Regions from separate parts of the Ovis aries genome. Here region 1 is linked to region 2. A link is a contact called in public Hi-C data. All regions are on one chromosome and are shown on one strand. Each heading gives the region's core, a stretch centred on a gene start, on an enhancer-like site or on the middle of the called end of the contact. The rest is flanking DNA. Distances are from core to core; before and after follow the strand shown. Region 1 holds the start of BSDC1 (BSD domain containing 1). Region 2 holds the start of ZBTB8OS (zinc finger and BTB domain containing 8 opposite strand).

Region 1 (3,353 bases), core at 134-2,633, 200 kb after region 2:
TGGAGAGGCAAAAACCTCACTGAAGTGAGATCAAGAGAAAATGGAGACGTGAGTATAGGGAATACTTTCAGGAGTTTTGCTTTAAAGGGGAGTAGGGAAATGGTGATGGGTCAAGAGAGGGTTAGTTTTTTGTTTGCTCGATATTAAGATGGGAGAAGTAACAGCATGCATGATGACAGAAATAATCTTGTAAGAAGAGAAACAAAATGGAGTGGGGGAAAAGAATTATTATAGCTACACCCATAGACAAGAGACAATATATAGGCACCTACCGAAGAGCACAGGGAACTCTACTCAGCACTCTGAAATGACCCATATAAGAAAAGAATCCAAAAAAAGAGTGGATATATATGTATATATATGAGGTCTTCCAGGTGGCATAATGGTAAAGAATCCACCTGCCAGTGCAGGAGACCCAAGAGATGTGGGTTGGATCCCAGCCCATTCTTGCCTGGAAAATTCCATGGACAGAACACTCTGGCAGGCTACATTCCTTGGGGTCACACCACTGAGCAACTGAACACAAATGTATAACTTATTCACTTTGCTGTACAGCAGAAACTAACACAAGATTATAACTCAACTGCACTCCAGTAAAACTTTTAAAAAATTAAAGAGAGGACGGGATCGGGGTCAAAGTATGAGGGTGCAGATGCAGGCAGGTAGCAGATGAGGCGGTAAGAGCAACGGAGGCCTCATTCGGAAAGTTACCACACACACAAAATCTTCCTCCTCCAGACACACACACACAAACACACACACAATCTTTCAACCCCACACCACACACACACACACACACACACACAGAGTCTTTCTCCAGACTATCAACTCCAGACTCACACACAAAATCTTCCTCCTCCAGACACACACACACAAACACACACACAATCTTTCAACCCCACACCACACACACACACACACACACACACACACAGTCTTTCTCCAGACTATCAACTCCAGACTCACCTCACACACTCACAAACACACACACATTCACGTAGTTTTGAGCTGGGTCGCCAAAAATTGAGCTAACTAAATGTGTCTGTCTCCCCAATCTCCTGAGAGTGCCTCCCCCAAAGGTTGCATCGAAGACATCTCTGAATTTTCCTCCAAACAACGCCCAGACCTCCACGGACTGAGCTTGCTCAATTAGCCCGAAGAGACCCCAGGCTGCTGCTACGCGGCAGGTTTCATAAAGGGGGGCGGTCCTAGCCCTGCGCTCAGGGTTACAGACGTTCGAGCTCCAGGCTGGCTCACTCCCTGCCTCCTCTCTACCCGGGTTACAATTCGAACCCCCAGCCACCGGCCAATCTTGACCCAAAACGGCCACCGTATCCTATGTCAGCGGATACCAACTTGGATTCGATGTTGGGGGGCGGGGCTAACATTTGGGGTGGGGCCTGGAGACAATCCTGAGAGCGGATTGGACCGAGCTTTCAGGAGCGGAGTTTTAAGTCCGAACCCTGGCCCGAGTCTGGACCGAGTTTAAGGAGGCGGAGTCTAATGATGGAGCCAGGCGGATATGGGGCTGAGGACGATGTCGGCGCGGGGATTGGGCCGCCCCCTCCGGGGTGGTGCTTGAGGGGGCGGTGCCGTGTCGGAAGTCAAAGGTCAGTAAATAGTGGTGATGTCATGCGGGCAAGATGGCGGAAGGGTGAGCCCGTCATCCAGTTCTCTGGGCGTTGGGCCCCGAATTCTCCCCATGGCTGGGGTGCTGGGCCAGGGTTCCCCGGGGGAACGGGAGGCCAGCGCGGGCCTGACGGAGCTGAAAGGGCGGGGTGGAATCACAGCGTGAGGGGGTGGGGAAGCGGCCTTTGATGCCCCAACCCACGGGCCACATCTGAGAGGGGTACTGAGACCCGATCATTGCGCGGGCCCGAGTCGCACCGCGGGGCCTCCAGATGTGTCTGTCTTCCGCAGGGAGGACGTGGGATGGTGGCGGAGCTGGCTGCAGCAGAGCTACCAGGCAGTCAAGGAGAAGGTAAGCTGGGCCAGCGCCCTTCCTCCAGTGGGGCCCCAAGGCACCTCCCTGAACCCTGTTCCGAGCGTATCCCGCTGAACCTTGTGGGCTCCGGGCCTCAGGGACCAGGCTCACTTGGGCCCTCTGGGAGGAAAGACCCCCGACTTAGACCAGTGTGACTCTACCTACAGTGAAACAGAGATGGTCTTAAAGACTGGAGCGACCGTGTCGTCGGAATCCGTGGGAAAGAGTGGTGTATTCCCACTTGGGAAATTCAGCTTTGTAAAAGAGAGAACATTTGATCTAGGCCTTGAAGAAAAAGGATTCTGCCATAGAAACTTCCTCCTATAGTCATGCAAATAGTAGCGTGTATGCCATAGCCAGCACTCTGACTCTCTGGCCCTCAGGATACCGACATTAGCCCAACAGTTGCAGTCGTGCGCCTCCCCAAACTCATGGTCTAGTGAGGAGACAGCAAGCCCTGTGGGGTGAGTGAGGCTTGGCTCTGCCCGTGGACAATGCCACTGTGTGTTCCTGTTCCATTCCGCGCTGGTTTGTCAAAACCAACTCATCTGAATTCTGGAAAAAGTTAATTACCATTTACCTCAAGCATCTGGGATGAGTCCTGCTTCAGGGCAACTCCAGGAGGCTTCTGGCTTCAGTTAAATCAATGCTCTACTCTGTGAGCATTTTTAGCCTCTCCTGGCCTACATACTAGCCTTTCAGCTACAGCCCAGAAAATCTGAGAATGGCCTGAGCTGTTTATGTTGTTAATGAAGACTCAATTTCAAACTGAGTTTGAAGTTGAGGGAGAATTTCAAACTGAGTTCTAATAGAAGAGACCCCAGAGTAGCTTGCTTCTTGTTGAGCAGTCTTCTGGAAGGAGAGTCTGACATTCATTTAGCAAATGTTGTGTGAGGGCCTCCTATGTATTACTGTCAAGGTTAGTCTTCCCATAACACGAAAATCAGGTCGTTGATTAGCCTTCCATCTTTGTTCTCTCATTTGAAGCAGGGGGAGTGGGTATTGTTTCTGCCTTTGACAATTCCCCATTTGAAAAGAAGAGTCTTAATTTCCTACACTTATATGAGCTTTGGCAAGATATTTAACCTCTTAAAGCCCCAGTTCCTCATCTGTAAAGTGGGAATAGTAATAATACCTACCTGACAGAATTGTTGTCATGATTAAATGATGATACATGTTAAGCACCAAAACAGTATCTAGCACACACTAAGTATTAAATAAGACTTTTCTTTTTTAAGTACTGAGAGTGATGGGGAAACCTCTTAAATACCAGCTACCATTTTCTGTTAATTTTGTTCTTGGCCTTTCAGTGCTTTCCTTTCCTCACTATCCTGGCTGTGTCTGGACCACTCAGTTCCCAGCACCCCCA
Region 2 (3,330 bases), core at 512-3,011:
ACTGTTTGGTCTACTACAGTTATAATACGCCTATTCAGTTCAGTTATCAGAAAAAGAAGACATCAACATGTTTTCACTTATCAGGTAAATTGCAAAGTAGTTTCACATTTTGTCTTTTTTGGCCTAGAAAAAAAATGTTCCCAATAGGTTCTGATCACGTGTCCGCTCCGGGTGACTGCAGAGAGGAAAACAAGGATAATCAATGTGAGAAATCTACACTGAGAACACAACAAAATAACATTCAACGGATTCTTATCACCTGGTTACATCTGGAAGCCACTGTGCAGTTAGGCTAGGCCACTCCAGAGCATGGGTCATCACCAAATCGTAAAGAAAAGGGGTGTTCTTTTTCCATATTTTGTATTCTTCGTTGATCACACGTTCTTCTACTGCGTCATCAAAGGCTGCTAAAAAATAAAAAAACAAATTAAGTTAGCGACCACAAATGGAAACCGAGTAAACACTTCCAAAGCCACCGGCACTCCTAAATCCCGATTCTGAAATGGAGATCTGTCTAAATCTCCTCGAGGCACAGCCACCAACGCCGCTCTCCGGCCTCGCGGGGCTTTAACTGCTGGGCTCATCGCTGCCAAACGCCGTTAGCCGCTCGGGCGACGGCATCGGGAGGAGCACAGAACCGGCGGGGAGGCCGGAGCACCGGCCATTGCGGGCAGAAAGCACTGCAGGGAGGACCCGAAGAGAGGCGAGCAGACCGACAGGGCGTGTGGAGAAGGACCAAACACCCGCCGGGGACCCAAACGCCTGCCTCAAGCCGCTGCGCCGGGGCCTCTGCTCTGGAGGAGCTGGCGCGCCGTTAACCCGCCCCGCGGGGCGATTCTCCTCACGCCTGCGATGGCGGGGACGACACTCAGCTGAGTCTGGCCTGTCCTCACTGTTAGGCCGTTTCGAGGCCGCTACGCAACCCCGGCACCCCCCACTCTCCTGGGGCCGCCCCGGAACCCTCACCTTCCTTGTCGGCCATGGCGGGTAGGCAAGCCGGCGGGGATCCCGGGGTTGAGCGTTGCGGGAGGGGCGGGGAGCCTGCGGGCGCTCGCTCTGCGCGCGCGGCCTCTATTGTTTCCTGCCGCCCCTGCGTGAGGGATGACTCGCGCACCTTCGCGCCAACACCGGCCAATCGGAGTGCGCCGAGCGGCGAGGTGGGCGGGGAAGTCGCGTTCGCAACCTATCCAGACGCGTAGAGTCTCTTGCCGCGGGGCCGAGGCGCGCGCTCCGCCCCTGCCCCCACACGGCCCCGAGCCGACTTCCTTCGCTTGCGCGCGCGCGGGTTGGTGAGAGTGAGCCGCCCGAGGTCACGTGAGAGGTTTAGGCCGCACGCTCCTGGGGGGGCAGCCATTTTCTTGAAGAGTGTTCAGCTAGCGACCCCTTGAAAGTAGGGCTTTGAATGAGAAATTTAGGATGTTTTGGGGTCTAGTTGGCCACTCTAGGGGTAAACTGGCAAGAAAGGCCTTTATTTCACCTCGAGGTATCTAATTCAAGTGTTGTCCTATTCCTAGATCCTCCAATATATTTGTTCCCTTACTTCTTAGGACTATTGATGAAGCACGTCCAGAAAATGGGCCTTTGGGCTTTTAAAGAACTCCAAGCGGCGAGACCTAGAACGGAAGTCTTAAGGATTAAGGTTTAGGGGATTAAGTCCTCGAGGATGGTGTTTTAGCCCTTTAAGGGTATCTGTCTAGGGGCGGAGTCTTGGGCGGATGTTGAAAGTCCGGGCTGAAGTCCGGCTGATGAAGGGCGGAAGTTGAGTTTGGGTCCAAACCCGCAATCATGGCGCAGGAAGGGGAAGATGTAAGAGATTACAATTTGACTGAGGAGCAGAAGGCGATCAAGGCCAAGTATCCTCCAGTCAGTCGGAAGTACGAGTGTGAGTAGGTGGCTCACTTCTCTCCTTGCGGGAGGGCTCTGGCTTCCTCTTCCACTTTGCGCCATAGGGTGGTTGGCGCAATTCCCGTTTTCGCCCTGTGTGAATGCTCATCTGAACTAATCCCGGGAAAGCTGAAACGCTGAAGAATAAAGACACCTGGTCTGAGAGTCGGGAAACCTGGGCTCCCCCATATACAATATCTTGAACTCTCCCTGTATATGCTAGTCACATTTATCTTATGGGAATTTTTGTTGTTTAGTTGCTGAGTCCTGTCAGATTCTGCTACCTCAGGGACTGCTGTTCGCCAGCCCCCTCCCCCGCCCCATCTCCTGGAATTTGTTCAAATTTATGTCCATTCAGTCGGTGATGCTATGGAACAATCTAATCCTTTGACCTCCTGCCCCGATTTCCTTTTGCCTTCAATTTTCCCATCATCAGTGAAAGTCGCTCAGTCGTGTCGGACTGTTGGAACCCCATGGATTATATAGTCCATGAAGTTCTCCTGGCCAAAATACTGGAGTGGGTAGCCTTTCACTTCTCCAGGAAATCTTCAGAACTCAAGGATGGAACCCAGGTCTCCCTCAATGCAGGTGGATTCTTTACCAGCTGAGCCAGCAGGAAGCATCAGGGTGTTTTTCAGTGGGTTGGCTGTTTGCACCAAGTGGCCAAAGTATTGGAACTTCAGCTTCCAACTATAGTCCTTCCAATGAATATTCAGGGTTAATGTCGTTTAGAATTGACTGGTTTGATCTCCTTGCAGGCCAAGGGACTCCCAAGACCTGTTCCAGCACCACAATTCAAAAGCATCAATTGTCCCGCGCTCAGCCTTTATGGTCCAGTGCTCACATCAGTCCGTGTGTGTGCATAGTCGCTCAGTCCTGTCGACCCTTTGCAACCCCATGGACTGTGGCCCACCGCGTTCCTCTGTCCATGGGGATTCTCCAGGCAAGAATTCTGGACTGGGTTGCCATGCCCTCCTCCAGGGGATCTTCCCATCCCAGATCAAACCCAGGTCTCTCACATTGCAGGCGGGTTCTTTACCGTCTGAGCCAGCAGGGGAGTCCCACATCCATACAAGACTGCTGGAAAAGCTATAGCTTTGTCTACACAGACCTTTGAGGGAGTTTTACTGGTGTATTCATTGTGAAGAGAGCCATGTTTTGAAGTGTTTTGTGTAACCACCCCCATCCTCATCTATCTCCAACAGTCCTGTAGTTAGAATGTGGCTAGGGTAGAGGATAAGAAAGTTATAAGTAGAGGACTACTAATGTCTTACTTGTATCCTGTGTTAGTAAAAGGACCTGGTTTGCCATTTGTAGCTTAGTGACTTTAGGCAAATCACATAACCTCTTTTTGCATTCTGTTCCTTCCTGTGAGGGCAAAATGAGATAATAATAAATGTGAAAATATAGTGCAGATTCTAAAGTTAGTCTATATAAACGTTAAAT

The links. Hi-C and Micro-C count contacts between places; a contact is called where the count stands out from the background.
Region 1: a contact with region 2 is called in a Hi-C map of hypothalamus, with 3 times the contacts expected there. The contact joins the promoter of BSDC1 here to the promoter of ZBTB8OS in region 2. A contact is called at or near these places in 2 of 16 Hi-C or Micro-C datasets (blood and hypothalamus).

Annotation. Positions count from the first base shown.
Region 1 is chr2:235,180,119-235,183,471 of ARS-UI_Ramb_v3.0, forward strand. It overlaps BSDC1 (BSD domain containing 1), which reads left to right and starts at 1,384. Exons shown (of 10, transcript XM_060411369.1): 1 at 1,384-1,610; 2 at 1,921-1,981. The coding sequence starts at 1,504.
Region 2 is chr2:234,983,221-234,986,550 of ARS-UI_Ramb_v3.0, forward strand. ZBTB8OS (zinc finger and BTB domain containing 8 opposite strand) reads left to right here and starts at 1,762. Exons shown (of 8, transcript XR_006058878.2): 1 at 1,762-1,882. RBBP4 (RB binding protein 4, chromatin remodeling factor) reads right to left here and starts at 1,080. Exons shown (of 12, transcript XM_004005013.5): 1 at 967-1,080; 2 at 260-407. The coding sequence starts at 982.